Linked DNA regions of Mus musculus: region 2 is linked to region 1. A link is a contact called in public promoter capture Hi-C data. All regions are on one chromosome and are shown on one strand. Each heading gives the region's core, a stretch centred on a gene start, on an enhancer-like site or on the middle of the called end of the contact. The rest is flanking DNA. Distances are from core to core; before and after follow the strand shown.

The links. Promoter capture Hi-C pulls out the DNA fragments that hold promoters and counts their contacts.
Region 2: a contact with region 1 is called in a promoter capture Hi-C map of liver. The contact joins two enhancer-like sites. A contact is called at or near these places in 2 of 39 promoter capture datasets (the C10 cell line and liver), 2 of 484 Hi-C or Micro-C datasets (bone marrow-derived macrophages and embryonic fibroblasts), 9 of 115 datasets of contacts at active chromatin or transcription factors (double positive thymocytes, embryonic basal ganglia, embryonic midbrain and 5 more) and 2 of 9 other capture datasets (adipose tissue and liver).

The regions. Positions count from the first base shown.
Region 1 is chr2:27,265,097-27,271,942 of GRCm38.p6, reverse strand. It overlaps Vav2 (vav 2 oncogene), which reads left to right. Exons shown (of 28, transcript NM_009500.2): 23 at 52-168; 24 at 1,728-1,815; 25 at 2,921-3,044; 26 at 3,706-3,792; 27 at 4,559-4,713. Among named protein-coding and RNA genes, the nearest start is that of Sardh, 21 kb to the right of the region's middle. Within about 2 kb of position 2,637, at least 9 of the 459 cell types and tissues checked have an H3K27ac peak or open chromatin away from gene starts, as enhancers often do. A contact at or near this core is called in liver, where this site is marked.
Region 2 is chr2:27,402,303-27,409,148 of GRCm38.p6, reverse strand. All of the region lies in intron 1 of Vav2 (vav 2 oncogene), which reads left to right. Among named protein-coding and RNA genes, the nearest start is that of Vav2, 22 kb to the left of the region's middle. Within about 2 kb of position 4,223, at least 90 of the 459 cell types and tissues checked have an H3K27ac peak or open chromatin away from gene starts, as enhancers often do. A contact at or near this core is called in liver, where this site is marked.

The DNA.
Region 1 (6,846 bases), core at 1,388-3,887:
CAGGCACTGCTCCGGCAGCATCACGTCTCAGCTCTGGTTTTCTGACCCCAGGTTTGCTGGCAACATGGAACGGCAGCAGACGGACAATCTGCTCAAGTCTCATGCCAGTGGGACCTACCTCATCAGAGAGCGTCCAGCAGAGGCAGAACGCTTCGCCATCAGCATCAAGTGAGCCGCAGCTCTGGGCCCATAAGTGTCCCTCTTTAGCCTGCTACTGAGGAGGTGGAGTGGGTCTTCTCTCTGATGCCCAGGCTAGAAAATCCCAGACAAGATGGAAGCAGAGGACACGGGCTACCATCAGATCTCCTCACGTGTTCAGGGCTCCATGGCCACGTCACCCAGCTAAGGGCTGGGTTAGCATTTTCAGAGAAAGGTGGGCTGGCAGGACACTGAGAAGTGCCATCAGAGGTCTACTGGCAGCCAATCCAGTGAGTCTTATGCAGGATGTACGCATCACGCTGCTTTGTGGCATCTAGGGACCCTTGGAGACTTTCATCAGTGCCCATGGTAGCCTTGTAGCTTGGGCTACAGGTCCTTGATCTGGGCATCTTTCCTCAGATAAAAAACAAACAAGACCCTGAAGTTTGTTTTCCTCAGCCCAGGATAGCCATGGGCACAAGTCTTAGACCTGTTACTAGGTGTATGATTTGCTGTGATTCAGTGGGGTTATGCAAGTCCTGAGCAGGGCTCCTGGGTGAAGCAAGCTCCGTGATCTAGCTAGCCTCTTGGTAGCCATAGTAAGACAGCCTCTCGCTACAGTGACAGAGGCTGGGAACAGATGCCAGTGGATGCAGGAATCCTCATGGCCTTTTGGGCGGGTGGGCACTAGGGGCTAGAGCCGAGCAAGAGGCCCCCAGGTCTCCTCGCTTCAGGAAGGTCACACTGCCAGGAGCCATCACTTTCCCAAAAGGTCCTATGATGTTCAGGGCCTAAAGAAATTCATAGCCTGTGTCCAGCCCCACACAATGACATGGCAGCCAGCACTCCCACATCCTAGGAGTGTCCACAGTGCCTTGTGTCTGCCTAGTCTTTGGGACACCACAGTGGGGATCCTATTGGTCTGGCTCACAGCACATGTTAAAGCCACGTGAACACAGGTAGGTCCCTACCGTGGTCCTGTGGAGCAATGCTTGGTCACTCATTCATTCAGTGTCTCCTTAGCCAGTCTTAGGGTATTGAACCAACCTTGCATTCCTAGGATGTCTCCATCCCTCAGCACTGTTCAGTCCATGTTACATGTTTGGGTCATGTGTAGACATATTTAGGGAGATAGGTTCTCTTGCTTCACTGACTGAGTTCCTACACCCATGGACATCAGGACACTGGCTTGAGATTGCTGTCTGTGTGACATCTTGAACCTTGGTGTTGCCTCACATGGGCTGGGCTGTCATTTGCTGGGAGCCTCCCAAGGCTCTCTAGGTTAGATACACTTGAACTAAAGATGATGAGGGCAGGGCCGCTGCCCCTGGGACCTGATGAACTTGTGCTCCGTGCTTTGGAGCCTCCTATAGGGGGTTAGGGACTGAGGTCAGAGTTGGTAGTGGGGACTCTAGGGTATGGACTTAAAGTAGGCAGGGAGAGATATGGAAGATCTGCTCAAATGGAGTGGGCCAAGGGCTGGAGAGGCAGCTGCACAGTCAGTGTAGAGGTGTAGGTCAGGATCTTTGCTGAAGCAGATCTGGAATAAGCCTGGGGCTGTCTGTCTGTCTGTCTGTCTGTCTATCCAGGTTCAATGATGAGGTGAAACATATCAAGGTGGTGGAGAAAGATAGCTGGATCCACATCACGGAAGCTAAGAAGTTTGAGAGCCTCCTGGTACGTGTACCTGTAACTGTCACTGCTCCAGACCCTGGCCAGAGGCCCAAGGGCTCTCCACTGTCCACTCTGCCCCCGATGATCCGTTCTCTCTGCCTAGGGAGGGGTGATTCTTCCCAGAGAAATCTAGAGACACTTGACAGGATTCCTGGGAACAGTTGGAGTCATGTTATACCGGAGTTGGGTCACTCCAAAACTTTCCCTAGCTCAAATGTCACCTTGGACATGAGATTACCAGTTGCCTCAGGCTGATCCTCTCCTCCCGTCCTTGTGGTCAGCCCCACCAGAATGCAGTTAAAGGCATTCTATTCCTTAAAGTGACACTAAAATAGTTGATTTTGACCTCCACCACTCCCTTTTGGTACTAGCACAGAGCCCAGGGCCTTGCACATACTAGACAATTGCCCTACCTCCGAGCCCAACCTCAACCCCAACCCTTTTTCTTTGTTTTTGGAGACAGACATGATGTAGCTCTGGCAGGTCTGGAACTCACTGTGGAGTTCTCTCTGCCTTCCTACTTGGCTGGAATTAAAGGCGTGTACCACCATACCTGGCCCCGTATTTTTTTTTTCTTCTTAAGTCACAAACATGGCTCCCCTGGCAGGACATTGGAGATTTCCTTTACCCCCTGTGACCTACAGGAAAACACAGGCAAACAGAAAGTGCCTGAAATCCTCTTCACAGCCCAGAGCTAACAAACACACACCATCTGGTGAGACTGTAGGTGCCTCTTGGGGCAGCCAGGCCGTGGTTCACAGAGCTCCTACAAAGCCACAGCACACCTCTTTGTGTGGCCGTCATTCGTAGCTGTCCAGTCCTCTGAGTGGCTCTAGCCTCGTGGCATTCTGCCCTGCAGGTGTGCCTCCCTCCAGCATGGATGGCACAGTCGTCAGCAGTTTGTTTTCTTTGGCATTCTTTCCAGAGCATTCTTTCAGCAATATTTGGGAGCCCTGCGCCTGAGGGAGAGGTTTTTGAGGCACTGGCCATCCTAGCTGGGCTTGGCTGGAGTGAGATTGAGGGGGTCTCAGAAGAGCCCATCCCTTGAACCCAGGAGGTGGGAGGGCTCCTGAGTCTCCAGCGGTTGGTGAGTGTGCAACCCCTGCAGGAGCTGGTGGAGTACTACCAGTGTCACTCACTCAAGGAAAGCTTCAAGCAGTTGGACACTACACTCAAGTTCCCCTACAAGTCTCGGGAGCGAACCACCAGCAGGGCCTCAAGCCGGTCTCCAGGTAATGCCTGTGTCCAGGGTTATCTACTCAGGCCACGTGAAGGGCCAAGATCTCCCTGTCCCCCTGGGTTGTTGCCCGATCCCTGAATGTGGGCCAGGCCCTCCACATCTATCAGTGGCCCTGACTCACACCCCTTCTCATTTCACGTAGCAGACGGGGTCTACACTTCTACCCTGACTCTTGGCACCTGTGCTAGGAGTTGACAGTAAGGAGAAGCAGTAAGGCAGGATCTGAGAACAGAGCCCTCCGTGGGTGCCCTGGGGCCTTGGCTATTCAAGGCAGCTCTCTGCCTACAGTGGGGATTTCAAAGCTGATGACAAGTGTGCAGCCTGGACCTCGGGGCAGAGAGAGGCCCAGAGCTTTTGGCTTCTAGCCCAGGGCTCTTTCCCCTGAGCTTCCCATATCTCCAGTCTGCAGGGACCTGCAGAACTATGGGATCTTCCTTTCCCCACCCCAGACAGAGCAGACCAGCAGAGGCTTGCCAACCTCCATGACAGTTGGCCTCAGTGTCCTTTCAAGACATAGGTGTAGAGCAAGCAGTGGCCTAGCTGTGCCTGTGGTAGGCCCCTGCCCTCCCCAGCATCCTCCTGAGGTAGAGCCTGGCATCGCCTGTGGCTCCTTGGCTCTACCCTGTCTTATGCTCTCTCTTGCCTCTTTGCAGCTTCCTGCGCTTCCTACAACTTTTCTTTTCTCAGTCCTCAGGGCCTCAGCTTTGCCCCCCAGGCCCCTTCTGCTCCCTTCTGGTCAGGTACCTCTACTGCTCAGGGCCCAGCCTGATGGGTCCCCCTGACTGTGCAGCCTGGTGCTGGGGGGGAGGGGGACGGCTGGGGATCTGGCCAAGGCTGCTGCACATGAGGACGCATTTGGTAGGGCTCATCCCTGGTCACACTGGTGGACACGTCCCTGCCTCATCAGCTTGTCATCCTTCCCGGCCACTGAGAGCTTTGCCTCTGGTTTGGGAGATGGGGTTGGGGGCAGAGCTGGTGACTACTCTGCAGCCAGGAGAGCTGCCATGGGAACAGGAATGGGTGTGGAGGAGAGGGTTTTAGTCATCCCTGGTCTGACGTGCTTTCTGCTGCCAGAGCCAAAGCCCTTCTGTGTGAGGCCATGTGTCCCCTCACTGCCATTGTCACCTGTCCCCAGGACTCCTGGGTTCTGGGCTGAACAAGTCCACTGGGTTGCAATCTAGTTTGGGGACCTGGGGTGGGGATGGTCAAGGCATGGGTGCCTGCTCTGTTCACCAATGGCATGCTTATTGCTTGTGATAGTGGCCCAGCATTGGTGGTGATAGCTCAAACCCCCATTAAGTGCATGCATAGATGTGTCATATGCCCAAATGCAGGTGTGACAGGCCCTCAGCTGGAGGCTAGTGTTCCTCCAGAGACCTTCCTAGCTGTGGGCACAAAGCCGTAGTCTAGGTACCAGGGAAGGGACACAGCTCAGTCTGAGGACCTCTAGCCCTGGCTGGGCAGCTCCTGCAGTTGTTTGATGTCTCACCCTGTCTTCCCCAATAGTGTTCACACCGCGGGTCATCGGCACAGCCGTGGCCAGGTACAACTTTGCTGCTCGAGACATGCGGGAGCTGTCACTGCGAGAAGGTGATGTGGTGAAGATCTACAGCCGAATTGGTGGGGACCAGGGCTGGTGGAAAGGAGAGACAAATGGGCGGGTGAGTAGCGTGCCTGGCTTGAGGGCTTTGTGCAGAGGCCCAGGGCTGGCCTTACCGAGAGGTCAAGAAGGTTTGCCTTTGGCTCTGACATAGTCGGACTCGACTAGCTGTTCTTCGGCCTCAACTGTGCTTAGCCATGATCATTGTGATCCTAGCTACACTGGTCAGGTCTCCATCCAGGCCACCCAGACCCTTCTCTGCCTTTGTGGTCACTCAGGAACAGGTTTTATAAACAGTCATCTGGTCACGTGCAGGTAGCTATCAGGTCCTACTGTACCCCATCCCTTCTTCCTATTTATGGTGACTACCATGTGGCTCCCTCAGACTCTTTCCCCAAGAGGTTCTGCTAAGAGCCTCCTCTATCCCAGAGCTCATATAGATCCACTGGCTTTGGCCCGGGCCTCTGAGCAACTTTTTGGAAAGGCAGAGAGCTCCAGGTGCCAACAGCAGGACACACTGGATTTTCCTGGGGCTGCAGAGACCCACAGGCATTTGTCTACAAGGGCCAGACAGCCTTGACTCCCCTGCTGAGCGTTCTATAGCTGGTAGCAGGAACCATTCTGTTCCCAGTCATCCTGGTCACTTTTGGGGTCTGTTTCCAGTCAACTTTGGGGTCTGTGTTGCAGAACCCAAATAGTTTCATTTATTCCTAGCTTCCCTTCAAAAGACTGAAGGCTACTAAGTCCTAGCAGTAACTTTGAAGGCTGGACGCCAGCCCTGAAGTGGGCCGATGCAGTGGAAGCCACTGGGACTGTCATTCAGTTACGTGCTTGGTCCCTCACCAGGTCCAGGCAATTCCATAGCACAGTCTGAAAACAACTGGTTTGAGCTTTTGTGAGTAGATCTTGTTGCTATAACCTGTTGTCATCACGAAATGCCTGTTCTCTCTGGCCGTTTTACTGCTGAGTCTGTCTATTGACAGAGGCGACAGCATCTTTCCTTAAGTAAGTGCTTTGCTCCTCCCCCTTGCCTGTTACAGTTGACCTGTCTCTTTCCTTGTACTTACACTGGGTTTCCTATAGCCAGTTGGAAGTTTTACAGGGACTCTAATGTGGCAGTCTTTGCCCTCTAGTAGGCATTTATATTTAGTATAAATTTTGGGTTATTCATTTGTAAGTCTAACATTGTGTTGTTTACTGTGGGTCAATTCCTCTCTTCTCCTTTCTGGGTAACTTTTAGGTTAACCAGTATTTTTTTCTCTCTGTTTCACTTCCCCTTCTAATGATTGATTTGTTAGTTACCCTTTTATCGTGTATGTGATTCTGGTGGTTACAGACGCACTTTGAGTATTTAGAGCCCCTTTGGAGACAGTGTGAGGACCACACAGACTTGGATTATAAATTATTTTCCTCCCAGTTTTTGTGTGAGTGTTGTCATTATCGTCTATATATTTTTTTTAACATTTGAGAGTAATTGCCCACGTGACCTATCTTTACTCCTTAATATTTCCTGGAGTCAATGGTATTTCCCCTTGGAATAATAAAGTTATCTAATCTGTACTATATTTTCTTTTTTTGTTGTTTTTTGTTTGTTTGTTTGTTTTTCAAAACAGGGTTTCCCTATATAGCCCTGGCTGTCCTGGAGCTCACTCTGTAGACCAGGATGGCTATACTATATTTTCAAATTTCAACAATTTTTGTCAATTATGTTTCTTCTAGCTGCTGTTTACTGGATGCATGAACTACTGGCCATGACCAGCATCCTGATTGAAATGTTCCTCAGCTTCTCTGTCATATGTGACTTGTAACATTTCTTGAAGAGGAGACATGTATTTGTATCCCATTGTTAGGTCTGATGTTTCTTCACGTTTAGACAGAGACTGTACCTTTATGTTGTTAGACACAGGAGGATGTCATTCATCAGTGTTACACCATTTCATTTCATTGCTGTGATAAACCTCTTTGATCACAAGCAACTGAGAGGAGGAAGGGGTTAATTTTATCTTCTAGGTCTAGGTCCTAGTCTGGCACTGATGGACTGGGCAGGAAGTGGAAAGCGCTCCATGGAGGGATGCTGCGTGCTGGCTTTCTCTCGATCATGCACAGCAAGCTCTCTTGTACCGTCTAGGATCGCCTGCCTGGGAGATGGTGCTGCCCATGCCAGACTGGTCGCTCTATCAATAACAATCAAGAC
Region 2 (6,846 bases), core at 2,974-5,473, 140 kb before region 1:
ACTTCGCCATGATTCCTGGGCTCTTGTCCTGCTGTCGTGTACTGGAGGACAGCACAAGTGCTCTCCCTCCGTATCTGGAGCACAGGCTCTGTAGTGGAGTAGTCTATGGCTAGAGGCGATAGGTGCCGGTCCTGTGTGTCTCCAGTCTCCAGGTGCTGTGGATGGTACCTTCTCCAGGACATCAGTGATCCTGGGGACATGAGCACCTAGAGGACCCTGCTGGACAATTTCAAGCTGGGGCTTATCTTCTTGGTTCTCTAGCAGCAGGGGCCATTGGTGTCTGTCACATGCCTTTAGTTAGCCTGAGCTCAGGGTTATGATGACTGTGTCCACCTGAGTATACCCTGCCCTCTTGCTCACCACTTCTCCCACTCTCCACCTACCTGCTGTAGCAGCCTGTACCCTGTAGGCTGCTAACTGCTGAGAGTCAGGCTGCAGGATGCGTATCTGATTCTCTTCTTTTTGGGTCTCAGAGAAAAGTTACCATGTCCCTGACTCTCTCCATTCCTTGTGTCCCACCAGGTGTAAGTGGAGTTTCTGGACATGTATGGTATAGTGACATCATTTATACCCCTCAACCTGGCCACCTTCTTTGTACTGTGAAATGTCTTTGCTCTGTGACAGCTGCTGTCTGCCTGTTAGTCTCTCATCATCCCTCTTGCTAGAGTTAGCTCCAAATACAAGTGACAGGTAAAGCCATGCATGATAGCATTTGTTTCAGACCGAAATGGATAAATCAAATCCTAGAGCTCTTGACAAGGTTACAGGCGATAGAAGGCTTCCTACAAATACCAGCCAAGGAAGGGTGGGAAGAGACTGGTGACTGAGGGCAGGAAGAGGGGGAGCCAGGAGATGCGGGAGAAACAGAAGGGCTACATTTAGTAACATTGAGTAAAATGAAAAGGAAAGTTGAAACAAACAAAACACTCACCTGGGGCCTCTTGAAAGCAGTTGAAGGAATGAGTGGACCCGGTTGAGCTGATGACAATGGGTTTTGGTCTCAGGTGCCCATCTAAGGAGCAGAGCTGGCATTCAGAACTCAAAGCCCGTGCTCCAGCTTTGCAGAGGCTTGCTGTGGTATAGAGGGGGAGGGGGCTGGTCTGTAGCCCCAGGGCAACTTGGAGCTCCCAAGTCTGCTTCTTTTCAAGCTCTACCTGCCCTCGTCCTGGACTGAGAGGGCATGACTGGTCCCTTCCTCGTGCCCTTTGTGCTCCCCTTCCCAGCTGTATGGGGGAGGCTTTGTTTATGAGGGTTAGGGGGAGGGTGGAGGCTGTGGTGAGCTGTCGACCCATGCCTTTATCTTTGGGATGTGACTTCTGAGAGTCCATCTGGTGAGGCTGGTGATGGCTGAGGGGCACCCGCTGATGACCATTCAGCGGAGGGTGTCCCAGAGCTGGGTTGGGAGAGATGATACTGATTTTGGTGTGGATCTTCATGGGAATGCACAGGGCAGGTGGGGTTCTCAGTTAGGATGGGGGCAGATGCCTGGGCACCTCTGAGGACAGCAGTACTTCTGAGCTGACACGCACTGGGTCATGCCTGGGTAGTTTCTAGTGCATCTGCAAAGAGCCTTCCCTATTTAAAGGTTCCTGTGAGGTTCCAGGAGTTAAGATGCGAACGTAGTTTTGAAAGTCTGTCTGTCTGTCTCCTTGACATAGTGGCCCCTTTCTTTCATCTGGACACGATGTCTTGTCAGAGCTGCTCAGGAACGTGAGGTAGGAAGGGGCTGTGAGAGAGGAGAAGCCCAGGCTCCTTGGGGATGGAGAGGGCAGAATCTGGGCTGAGGTGGCAGTGCAGCAGGAATGTAGACGGAGACTGGGTGGGCTTGCTGAGATGCTGGTCTGGACCTATGCCTCCAAGTAACTGCCTGGTATGATGGGAGTTTGAGTGTCCCTTCCTGATAGCATTGATGGACCACCCCTGTCCTCATGGTCCTCTGTCCTCTCAGACGATGATCCGCTGCTGTCGGGTTTCCTGTTCTCTAGCTACCCTGGTTGCCCTGGGGATGTGGGGGCTGCTCCATTTCTCAGCACCTCTGAGTCACTCCACTGCTCTCTCACTTCCCTTGGGCGCCCTATCCCCTGCCCCCTCAAAATAACACCTGGGATGGGGCAGAGAGCCCAGGTTGCCATTCTCTCTGAAAGCAGAGCAAGAGACTCTCTTCATGCACGCCTCAGAGTGATGCAGGTTGCTGATTTGGTGGCCAAGTGAGTGAAGGATGAGTGGAGCAGGGAAAGTGGGGAGGAGCTGAGTCCTGCAGGCTCAGCCAGGTGCTCTTGGATAATCATGGAATGTGGTCGGGAAGGCCATCTTGATGAGGACATCGTACGAGGTCCTAAGCCATACATGTGTTTAAGGTGAGGTGGCTTGGCTTTCTGTTTATTTTCTTCCTTCCTTTCTTCCTTCCTTCCTTTCTTTCTTTCTTTCTTTTAAAGATTTATTTATTTATTTATTTATTGTATGTGAGTACTCAGCACACTGTCACTGTCTTCAGACACACCAGAAGAGGGCATTGGATGGTTATAGATGGTTGTGAGCCACCATACGGTTGCTCGGAATTGAACTCATGACCTTGACCTTTGGAAGAGCAGTCAGTGCTCTTAACTACTGAGCCATCTCTCCAGCCCCAGCTTTCTGTTTCTTGCTCTGCCTACAGGGTGAGTTTGCTAGGAACCTGGAATTTGGGGCCTTTGGCCCAGCATGGGAATTCCCGTGATGGAAGGAAGCCCTTCCCACTTCGTGATGCACATCTTTATTGAGAACATCTATTATCATTGTGCACCTGACTAGAGGTGAAACTGTGGCAACAATCTTGAGTGTCCATTTGTGGGGAGACTGGAGGACGCATGTTGGGCTCAGGCCAGGGCAACTATACCCATCTCCATGGTGAGCTAGGGATTTGAGGCACCAGTGAGGAGGTGCGGAACCCAACATCTGATGGCTCCTGTGTCACTCAGAGCACCAGCTTGGACAAGGCACTAGAGCAGCTGGGCAGGGAGGCCAAGGTCATTAGCAACCCTGCCTTCCCTTTGTCTAGGAGAGGTTATTTCTATATTGGGAGAAAAATGAAAACAAAAACAAACAAAAAGAAAACCCAAAACCAAAAAACTGGTCTTACACCAGGCTTCTTCCTGTCCTGTTCATATGAGACAGGACCTGTGACCCTTCCTCAGCACAGGCACCACCCCTGGGCCACTGTGTCCCCCTTTGGTAAGATGGCAGTGGCTATCCCAGCCCAGAACATGCTAGCAAGGATAAGAGGACAAGAAACCAGTGTTCCTAGATGCCTCAACAGGAACTCTGGTTGGCCGTGGGACCCAGGGTGCCAAAGGCATGAAGGAGGCTCCAGTCAGTATACCCTGCCGTTCTCCTGACCCAGCTGTGAAATGCCAGATCTGGTGTAGCTTTCCTGGCCTGTCCTCTATGCCTGGGTAGCCTCTCACATGCTGGGCTCTTTTGGGGTGGGGCCTGAGGGTGAGTCTGCAGCTGTGAGCACTCCTGACCTTGGCCGCCCCACCTGTTGCCCTGGCATCCGTGGAGCCCCGTCCCCTCTCCCTGCCTGGAGGAGGGGGCAGAGATTGGGCACTGAGGGGCCTGGAGCCAGTGGGATTGGAATTTCTAGAAAGTTCAGCTTTTCACTGATTTTTTTCATGGGCCTTTGAGAAAGGGAACCCCAGAGACTGGCCTCACTGGACACACCTCCTTCCACCCCCAGCCCTGAGAAGAGCTATAGTCTAAGAGCTAAGAAGCCATACCTGCTTGTGGGGGGAAAACCAGAAACAAAAGAAGAAGCCATGAACCCAGTGTGGCCTGAGTCTAAGTTCCTGAAAGTTCAGGGGAATTCCTCAAGCTGATGGGGGGTGTGGGGAGCAGTGGGGAGCTGTGTCCTTGTCCTCTTTCTACAGACAGAAGAGTTTTTCCAGTGATCTGAGAGGAGGCCTAGGGGTCTAGAGAGCTGAGGACAGTGCAGGGCCCTGGGGAAGGGTGGATGGTGTGAGGGGACCTGGAAGGTCACTGAGAGCCTGGGTTAGAGAGCTGGAGAAAGGCCCCTCTAACTTCTGAGGAAGTCTTTCTGACTCCCTTCCCCTCCCCACCCCCCAACTCAGGAAACTGCAGAGCTATTTGGTTGGGGTAACTAAGGCTCTTGAAAGGTCAGGGACTTGCCCAGGGCCACCTGGGAAGTCATGTTTAGCAGAGTTCTGCCCTGTGCTATCTGCCCCAGTGGCTTCTGGTCCTAATGTTCAGAGTGAAACTAGGTAAGAGGGGAGCAGATTGAGGGTAACGTGCCTCCCATCTGAGCCTTCCCAGGGTGCATTTTGCTGGAGCAGGGCTGCCACTGATGGCTGACCCCTCTGCTTGTGCGGGAATGGAATTGACCTGGGGATGGATCACTGTTTTTTTTTTTTTTTTTTTTTTTTTTTCCATGATGTAACTGAGAGGCCTGGAGACTTCAGAGGCAAAGTCTTTGGTGGACCCTGTAAGCTGACAAAGTGGATAGTGACTCTCTGGGGCCTCACTAAGAGACTGTTAAGAGACCCAAGGAATCAGCTCGGCAAGCTGCTGGGATGTCTGTTGTTGGCATCATCCTGTGGAACAGAGGTAGCCTCCTCTTTGCATGCAGGGGGCAGAGTCTGTTGGGGCAGCAGGAAGTCTGCCCCCCTCCCCGCCCCCTGCTAAGCTTGTGTTTACTGTACACAAAGAGCAAAATGAAAGCCGATTGCATTTAAGAAACAGGAAAAACATGTTTACATCTCGCCTTCCTCCCCTTGACAGTCCAGACTTATTTCCCTGGAATCTTCTAAAATTTTTTCATTAAGACATTTTTATCAGTCATAACAGAGACACATTCACACCCATCCATCCATCCATATGCACGGGCACACCCACTACATGCTCCCAGGTGTGCACACACCCACCTCTTGCCCACACACAGCTTGCACGCACACACATCACATACCAGCATCCCAGGTGTGCTCACCTAGCTACGACAGCCACGGGAGTGGTTTCCCCATGAACTGAGGGGTGTGCTGCGTGGTTGAGAAAGAGGGGGCTTGCACTGTTTCTAGTAATACATAGAGTTGTCCCATGTGGGACAGTCGCCTGCTTTTGCAGGAATGAGGGGATTGTTGTAGCTGCCCCTCCCACATCAATCATTAATCAAGAGAATGCTCCTTAGGCTTGCTTACAGCCCATCTGCTGGAGGCTTTTTCTCTATCCAGGTTGCCTGTTCCCAGATGACTCTAGCCTGTTTCAGCCACTGGGTAGTGGGTTTGGATCTGAGATCTGCGTGCAGTCTGGAGTCATGGTCTCTGAGGACAGGAGTTCTCGGGAATGGCTGGTGGGGAAGATTTAAACCAAGACCTCTGCCTGGAAGGTGGTTAGGCGTGTTCTACTCTGCCCTACAGTGACATACCACACTAGCTCTGGGGCATCTGCGGCAGAAGTGAGATGTGGTGTCTGGTAGGGAGAGTGAGAGACTGGACTCAGGCAGGGGTCCCATGGAGACTTTGTTACTTAGAGTCCAAGATGGATCCTATGCTAGGCCCTCATGTGGCTGGCCCAAGCTCTGGAGCCCTATCCAGAGCAGTCGGGTGGGGACCTGTGAGCAGTGTGAATGGTAGAGAGGGACAGGAGTCGCAGAAACCAAGGCTTTTGTTTGCTGTTGTTTAGATCAGAACTGTCCTCTGAATGCCCATGTGAAAGGCTTTGTGACCACTGCTGAGCTTTGGGGGACATGAGGGACTTTGGAGACTCCAACATTAGGGGATCATAATTTCTGGATGGATGGTAATCTGTCTTAGGGTTTTACTGCTGTGAACAGACACCAGGACCAAGGCAACTCTTATAAGGACAACATTTAATTGGGGCTGGCTTACAGGTTCAGTGGTTCAGTCCATTATTACCAAGGCAGGAGCAACATCCAGGCAGGCATGGCGCAGGAGAAGAAGCTGAGAGTTCTACATCTTCATCTGAAGGCTGTTAGCAGAATATTGACTTCCAGGCAGCTAGGATGAGGGTCTTAAAGCTCATATCCACAGTAACACACCTACTCCAACAAGGCCATACCTCCTAATAATGTCACTCCTTGGACCAGGCATATACAAACCATCACATTTCACTCCCTGGTCCCCATAGGCTTGTTTAAACACATGAGTCTATGGGGGGCATATAGACACATAGCTTAATAAAAAAGTACATTTAGTCCAACTTCCAAAGTCCCTATAGTCTATAGCAGTGTCAATAATGATAAAAGTCCAAAGTTCAAAGTCTCTTCTGAGATTCATACAATCACTTGACTATAATCCCTGAATCAAGACACTAACTGGGCAAACTCCAAACTCTGCATCTCAATGTCTGATGTCAAAGCAGTTTTCAGATCTCTAACTCCTTTTTCATTTTTGTTGACTGCAACAAACTTCTTTCTCCTGGGCTGGTTCTACTCCCTGTTAGCAGTTTTCCTCAGCAGATAGCCCACGACCCTGGCATCTCGAACATCTTGGGGTCTTGTTACAACTTCTTGTTTCACTGTCTGGGATCCACACATGATCTTCTGGGCTCCGCACAAAGGGCTGGCATCTTCTCCAACTCTGCCCTCTGTAGCACTCTAAGCTCAGGTTGACCCATTCTACTGCCGCTGCTGTTCTTGGTGATCATCCCATGGTACTGGCATCTCCAATACACTGGGGTCTTCCACTGCAACTAGGCATCACCAATAGCCTCTCATAGGCTCTTTTCATGGTGCCAAGCCTCAATTTCTTCTCCTTCAGTCCTGTGCTATCACCTGCAACTAGGGCTGCACCTTCACCAATGGCCTTCCATGGCCTCTCACAGTGCCAAGCCTCAGCT